Regions from separate parts of the Gossypium hirsutum genome. Here regions 2 and 3 are each linked to region 1. A link is a contact called in public Hi-C data. All regions are on one chromosome and are shown on one strand. Each heading gives the region's core, a stretch centred on a gene start, on an enhancer-like site or on the middle of the called end of the contact. The rest is flanking DNA. Distances are from core to core; before and after follow the strand shown. Region 1 holds the start of LOC121204462 (E4 SUMO-protein ligase PIAL2). Region 2 holds the start of LOC121204974 (reticulon-like protein B3). Region 3 holds the start of LOC107947595.

Region 1 (2,642 bases), core at 101-2,600:
TACTACAGAAAGTTTAGAGCGGTGGTTGATGCAGCTTTGGAGGCCCATCCGCACTGTCCGCAGCTATATCTTTATAGCACAGCTAATAAGGTTGTTCCGTATAGCACTGTCCCCCTTCCTCTGCTGTCAAATCCCCAACAGATGTGATTTGCAGCTCTTCCCTTTAGCATTGATGACCAGCTCAACGCTCGACATTGCACGTTCTATACGGTGGCCATAGGCTGTTTCAGTTACTAGCCAACGACTGGTTTTAGTTTTAAAATTATTTGGTGCTAGCAATGCTTGCATTGCATTGAGTTACTGATGACAAACATTTGAAATAACATGCATTAAGACGCAAAGATTTTTGTGCTCTGACAGCAAAGGTTAATTTTAAATATTTCACATTTTGCATTGTTCTTCTCTCTTTTATTTTCTAATGTATATTCTAGCTTAATAATAATTTAAATAAATAAATCATTGCAATATATATAAGAATAATTTAAAATATAAATTTATTAATATATGTAAAAATAGTTTTTTCGAAAAATATTTTTAAAAATCTGTCAAATAACAGAAAATATTTATACAGATTTATCCAAACACCAGAATAGTAAATCATTATTCAGAAATTATTTTTCGGAAAATATTTTATTGGCAAACAAACAGAGCCGTAATGTATCTTCTGTATTTAAATATCTTCTGTATTTAAAGCCTCAGACACCTTAAAATTATTTTAAAATTATTTATGTGCCGGGTTAGGTTCAAGTCAAATTTTAATAAATTTTTAAGGTCAGATTATTAGATTTGGATTTAGTCTGAAAAATAAATTAGAATTTCTGTTCAAACTCAATACAGATAAAAATATTAAAATTCGGACTTGATCTATATTAATTTAATTTATTTTTATTTTTTATATAAAAAATTAAAAAATATAATATATCAAATACACTACAAATATTAAAATAAATATTTTTTAGTAAATTAAAAATAAATTAAAAATATGTATACTTAAATAACACTAAATTAAATACAATTTAATAATCAGATATTTCTAAAATAGTAATAAAATAATAGTAAAATGATAACAAAATAATATCAAAAAATAAGAAAACAACAGCAAAACATAAAAAAATAACAATAAGTTGTTTTTGTTGGAAATTTGGGTTGAGCTGAATTTGAAGCAAATACCTTACCTAAAATCCGATTTATTTTCTAAATAACTTTATGTTTTATTTTTTAAATCTATTTTTCGAATTTATATTTTTAACAAAATTGTTTTATTTTTTTGGCCATCCCTTCGGGCCAGCGGCCCAGGACATGTACAACCTCTACCTATATATAATAATATTTTATCCTGATGGATCCAAATTCAAAATTCGATTGAGAGAAGCGAACATAAGAAGCTGTTTATTTCTTCTTTTCACTTTTTTCGTCGATACCCTTGGGAGAACAAACAAATGACGGCGGTCCCGCCGGCGGCGTCGGGGCAGCCAATATCGGCGTCTGTGGTGAATTCGTTTCGAGTGGCGGCCGTAGCTGAGCGCTTGGCTACTCATACTCAGCCTGGTAGACAGCCTCAAAGCTCGGAGTTCTTCAGCCTGTGCCTCTCTCTCGCCAGGCACGTTTCTTGTTTATATTAATATATATATTTTTTGTCCTACCAAAAAAGGATGCTTCCATATCTTTACATTGTTGTCTGTTGCTTGATTTTGCTTTCGTTAACTGTCGAACACGGGTATGCCTGTTCTAATTTTATAAGTTCTTCATATATTTGGGAATGATACCCATATTTGCATCTGAGTGTACTCGGATTCAAATGTCCAATATGGATGTTTTAGAGAAAATAAAACTCCGGGTAACTTAGGTTTTAGTTTGTGCAATTTAGTGAAGTTTGGTTAGAGATTCAATTATTTTGGTTTTGAAGTTGCGTGTTTTCTTGAACGAATGTGGACTGTAATTTATCATTTCAGATCTCTTTTCATCCCTAAAAGTGCTTTAATTTTCCATGTTTTTATTGTATGTTTAAAAAAAAAAAAAAGAAGGTTCTTGACAGTTGTGTATTCTCATTTGGTTTGTAAGCTATGCGTGAGTGGTGATTATGGACTAGGAGAATTTAAGCTTTGATGTTTTTCTTTTGTTCAAATATTGAAAATGGATTTTAATTTTGCATTAGTGATTGTTTCAATTTTGTTTTGAATTTAGCTCTGTATGTGAGTTCATGCTTTATTCTGTTTTGTCTATGCTTGTTCCACTGTCCCATATTATTTGATTCCACTTGAATAGGATTTGATATATTCTTACTTTTGATTTCATAATTATTTGTTTGAATTGTGCAGAGGCATTGATTATGCAATTGCCAACAATGAGGTTCCTGCTAAAGCGCAAGAATTACCTCTATTGTTGAAGCAGGTATGGCTTAAGTTCTACTCCCGTAGATGTTATCATTTAATTATATTGACCTTTACCTATTTTTGTTGCAAGCACCACTTGTAGATTTTTTTACTCCTTCCATCTGATGATAACTGTTCTCATATCAGCTAACAAACGGAATTGGAGTATTATGTTTTTGTCTTTGCAAATAATATGTATGTCACCAATATGTTTCTCTGCTTTATAGATATGTCAACACAGAAATGACCTCTTCTTACAAGCAGCTATTA
Region 2 (2,642 bases), core at 63-2,562, 190 kb before region 1:
AGAAAGATGTTTCTAGGAAAAGGTTCATCAATATACAAATACAACTAATACCGCCTTCTCGAGTATAAAAATAAGAAAAGTTTAATTAACATGATATTGAATATATATTTACATGTTTTAAAAGAAGGTGCAGGACATGTGTCTTATTCCTTATCATTTATTACTACTCACACTTGTAATCTGATAATGCATACATCTGACAAAATGTGGGTGAAATTTGAAGCTCGATTTGCAACTAGAGGAATTTAGGCTGTGGAAGCATGCATTGTAAATTTTTGGGACTTCTTGTTAGTGGTTAAGACAATTATCTGACAGCCACAAAGGGAGTTTCCTCGTAGGGCCACAAGAGGAACAAATAAGAATATCCCAACAAATCCGTGAAAGATGTAGCCATAAAAAGCATCACAAATTCAAAAACAAACAGCAAATTCTGTCATATAACCCTTTTGAAGATTGAAATGTCTTCAGGATGGGAAGATTATTACTTATGTTGACAGATGTTGATGACCCTACATCCAGTTCCGTTCCTATGTGACCAATTCATTCAATCACGGTTAAGAACCGGCATTCAACAAATCTAAGATTTGAACCCCACAGATCCAGGAGCTAACCAGTAAACATGTATGTCTCATTGACTAGCATAGTCATAAATCAGCTCATCGAGGGAACTGTTTTGTCATGAATTAACCATAATGACCATCCTCTAGTCATAGAGGGCAACCTTTCAAGGCTTGTTAGGAATATGAAGGGCTTTGCTAATGCTATCCCTCACCCTCAGCTTCCAAAATGGCAAAACCCCAACCAAACCAAGACATATTCCCTTTTCTTCACAAGTTCAAATTATCAACATCTCTTCACAAGTTGTGTTGCGGTAGGCAGTTAAACATATAAAGGCTACCCTTTTCTTCACCCATAGACTTCCTTTTCTTCCATCTTTAGGTTTTATAATACAGAGAAAAAGAAGTATAAAGTATTGGATGACCCTACAATACGAATAAAGAAAAAAAAAACACCAATTGCTGGACAAAAGTAGAGTAGGGGTAGGAATACGTACCTCATTTGGTGCTGTAAAGATTAAAAAAAAAAGCAATCCAGAAAGAAAATATATAGCCTCCTCTAAGTGGCTTCATGATATCAGCTTGCACGCTTTCAATCAACAAAATACGGACTTGAGCTTCAAATGCTATGGTCTGCAGTCTACAATCGAAATAAGGGCACACTGCTATCATAGAAGCCAATGGCATATTGCTTTGGTTGTAAAAAGAGAACATTCCAAACTTCAACGAATATGCCTTATCTGCTTACACTTGGAAAAATTAAAAATTAAGTTCTGCAGCGCGCGTCTAGTAGTTGTGAGAAATGCCACTGTGGCCCAGTTATTGGCAAATAAAGCAGCAAGCAGGGCCAAGAATATTTTTATACTTAAAAGAAATAAGGAGAATTTTAGAACTTAAAAACAACCCAGATTGCTAGGGCCTGGGGCAATGTACTAACATTTGGATTGGGCTTTGGGAGAAACTGGTTTAAAAAGCCCAATAAACCTGAAAAGGAGAAGCAATAAAAAAGAAGAAAAAAAAAAGTAAAGGAGCTAGAAATGGGATATGATTAAGCCTTAAACTTGAAAAGGAACAATTGTTGTTTACCTCAAGAAAATGGATAAGTGATGGGCCATCCTTCATCTTCAAAAGGAGAGGAAATGGAAACAAAAATATGTAAATTCCCAATACTGATTACCCTCATAATTTCAGAGGCATTGATGTTTCTCTTTTATAGACTAGTTAACTTGTTTATGCATATCTAGTTTTCATCTTTTTTCATCTTTTTTGTATCTTTGGATTGGGCTTATGAAGTTGAAATGTTTTTGGTTGGGTTGATTCTTAATAGTGAAGAGATAGATGTTAACACTTTGGAATGGTAATTTTTTAGTATGTCTATGCTTTGGCCATTTTGGTTGATGGTTTGATCATGAATAGGTGGTTAATGTTATGTGTTCTTCTTAGCTTGGTTGTTTGAAGGAATAACCTTTGATCATGGTGCCTTTGAAGGATATATTGGTTAAATATAGGATGAATGAAATTTTGGCATGTAATTGATGATTTGAATGTGTTTTTGAACCTAGGAAATGATCTAGATATGGCATGTCTTGTTGTGCAAGGAATGGTGCATGAAATTGCTTGTTTTAAGAGTAAAAAATGGTGCACACTGCCAGAGACATAGGCCGTCACACAGCCGTGTGTATTTATTGTTTTAAGTTGTAGTATTCACATAGCCTAGCACATGGTCATGTGATCCAAAACAGTTTGTCATGTAATGACCCAAAATTCACGAGCATCGAAAAAGTACATTATCAGGCCTCCGTCTTAGCAAAATGGGTTCGCAAATATTTATTAGGAATATTTTTTAGGCCAGTTGTGTGTTTAAATATGCTTTAATTAAGTGAATTTAGCCTAATTAAGAGAAATTAGGAAAAAGGACTAAATTGAATAAAGGGTAAAAGTTGAATTATAGATTAATAGAAAGTAAAAAGGGCTAAAATGACAAATAAGCCATTTAGCATAAGTTGAGGCGGCAAGCATGTTAAAAATCTAAGATATTTTTAGATTTTAATCATGTAAATATATATAATTTAATTATAAAATATA
Region 3 (2,642 bases), core at 85-2,584, 140 kb before region 1:
AGAACTAAATATAAAGAATCACTGTAGTAATTACCAGTTGTTTGCAATAATCTTTCCAGCTCTCCTCATTTAGACCAAAGTTAAAGAAGCCTGAAAGATCAACACCAGGATATTTCCACGGCTTTTATTCAAAATTGTCAATGTCAACATCAAATATTGTTCTAGCTTCACATAGGGAACAAAAAAATTGTCAGACAAAACAAGCAAAGAAGTTAAAGAGTTTGCAAACGATATTTGAAGAATGAAATACAACAATTTCTGGAAGAAGGCAAAATTATCCTGCAATAAGCAATTTATCTCCATATTCAGCTTCTACAAGCCAAATTTTTTTTTTTCATTCTACTATAAAAAGTGCAGTACACAACAGATGATTAGAACCTTGACATGTAAAAGAGATTGCTATAAACTTTCCATTCAATAACACATTTAAGAAAAATACCAACATTAGCATCATGTAACCAAACGCTAATTGTATTGTAAAAGAGATTGCTAAATCAGAATCTCTTTATAGCAAGTACGACAACATATACAAATAAAAAGCAAGGGCACATACACTGAAACCAAAATATCAATTATAATAAGAATCTCAAGCTGGAAATAACTTGACTTTTATGCCAATAAACCTAATTGAAAATTTTTGCGAAATCAAAATTTCCCCCTAAAGAGGAAAATTTCTTCCACAGGAATTTAGAATCAAAACTAAAATTTGAAAGATCAGAAGGTACTTCTCTAAATCCAATAAAAAAGAACAATCCAAAATCAGCATTAAGAAACCAGAAAGAAAATAGAGGAAGAAAAGTAATGGGAAATTGGAAAGATTAGAAAGAGGTACCCTTGGACATTCTTGAGGATTTGATTAAACCTGGAATCAAGGCTTTCTTTGTTACGCTGATCTTCTTCGCCATGGCTGCTGCTGTTGTTCTTTCAAACCCCTCTTCCTGCTCACTCCAAACGTTCTACACGGGTATATTGGGGGAATGGTGAGAGTAAAGAGAAAGTAAAAGAAGAGAAAGTTTATATAAAAAAGAGAAATTTCATACTCGCATAATCTTTAAAATTTGTTGAAAAAATCTCATATGGGAGTTGGGAGTTCAAAATGATGTGAGATGGGTAGAAAAGGAAAGAAAAATAATTTTGTATATTACTGAAAGCTTTGAATAACTATTCAGAGGAGGTGGCATTGAATAGCTATTCACAGGTTTTGAGGAATCAGGCTGTAATGGCTGTTCAAACTGTAATGGTTATTTAAAGGAATAGGTTTACAGCCAACCAAACCCCTGAAAAGTTTTATTGTATTGAATAAGGGGGAGAATGGCTAAGCCATTCATGTGAACCACGTAAAGCATCCGGATAGTAAATTATATAAATTTAATTTTTTAATAGAAATCAAATTAAATTTTAGAATAAGTTGATTAGTTTGGCTTACATTACCATGGATGAGAAGTAGTGATTATAAACCTTCTTTTGTAATAAAAAAAAGAGATCATCCCTAAACAAATATTAAAAAGTAAACTTGGAGAGTGAATTTTACTTCTCGATTTCATATAGGTAATGGTATCAAATCTTTCACCATCCTTAAGAACAAAAAGTAAAACAAGTTAATCAAAACAACGATAACGTATAATGAAAGAAGAATGAAAAATAATAATCAGATATGAAATATTAAATAAAAGAAACTTCTTGTAAAAAAAATTGTATTTTATCGTCAAAGATATTGAAAATCATGAAGAATAAATTTGATCGTCGACAAAAGGAACTATCACTTTGAGAAAGATCTTGCTGATAATGTGTTATAAAATAAAGAGAGTAAAGAACAAAGAAAATATGAGAAGTAATAGATAATGTATTTTATTGATCAATGGGATGATTACAATACTTCATCAAAGTCTCTATTTCTAGGCATAATAAGTATAAAAGAAGCAAAGATCTAATTCTAATAACTATTAAAATTTAAAGTAAATTAAAATTTTACCTTGATCATGATGAACATCCACTTAATAAGATATTCATAACATTTTTAAAATTTTTAATTAACTAAGAAAAAAATTGTTACTGTGAAAAATTATGAGGACAAAAAGGTAATTAACTAACTAAAAGCACTTTTGGCCTAGAAAAAAAGTTAAAAATTTCAACTTTTTCAATGGAAGAAAAAGGACTTGTTAAACGGGCTTTTTAAGTTGAACTGGAGTTTGTTCAGTAAATAATTTAAGGGAAAAACACTTTTTGGATGAAAGTTCTTTTGGAAGCACAAATAAACAAGCCCTTACAAGTTGTAAAAAGGTCTTCTTTTCCATGGCCAACCGTTATTTGGCCCACCATTTATTAATATCTTATTATTATTAGGGTAAAAGGTCAAAATTTTCTTTATGGAAAGGTAAATATATATATTTACTTAAGTTTGGTTTCCACATATAAATTAGCACATATGTCTTTTTTAAATATAATGATAAATTTAGCCCTTAACAGTTATATTTTTTTATTAATTTGACTCTTATTTTTTTAGTTAAATTCATTCCTCAGTCTTTTAAAAGGAGAAATTTGACCAATCTTTCAAAAAGAGTATTTGCTTTTTTTTAATGGAAATACATTAAAATTCTAAATTTTTAAACATGGTAGCTTACATGATAATCTATGTGTACTTT

The links. A called contact is a pair of places that touch in the nucleus more often than the background predicts.
Region 2: a Hi-C map of leaf shows a contact between it and region 1, with 2.7 times the contacts expected there. The contact joins the promoter of LOC121204974 here to the promoter of LOC121204462 in region 1. A contact is called at or near these places in 3 of 34 Hi-C or Micro-C datasets (all in leaf).
Region 3: a Hi-C map of leaf shows a contact between it and region 1, with 1.9 times the contacts expected there. The contact joins the promoter of LOC107947595 here to the promoter of LOC121204462 in region 1. A contact is called at or near these places in 5 of 34 Hi-C or Micro-C datasets (hypocotyl and leaf).

The regions. Positions count from the first base shown.
Region 1 is chrA08:90,760,738-90,763,379 of Gossypium_hirsutum_v2.1, forward strand. It overlaps LOC121204462 (E4 SUMO-protein ligase PIAL2), which reads left to right and starts at 1,351. Exons shown (of 16, transcript XM_041074271.1): 1 at 1,351-1,600; 2 at 2,319-2,391; 3 at 2,600-2,642. The coding sequence starts at 1,440. LOC107947560 reads left to right here. Exons shown (of 3, transcript XM_016882184.2): 3 at 9-393. The coding sequence ends at 147.
Region 2 is chrA08:90,567,278-90,569,919 of Gossypium_hirsutum_v2.1, forward strand. It overlaps LOC121204974 (reticulon-like protein B3), which reads right to left and starts at 1,313. Exons shown (of 5, transcript XM_041075900.1): 1 at 1-1,313.
Region 3 is chrA08:90,625,110-90,627,751 of Gossypium_hirsutum_v2.1, forward strand. LOC107947595 reads right to left here and starts at 1,335. Exons shown (of 6, transcript XM_041074475.1): 1 at 1,041-1,335; 2 at 833-956; 3 at 35-90.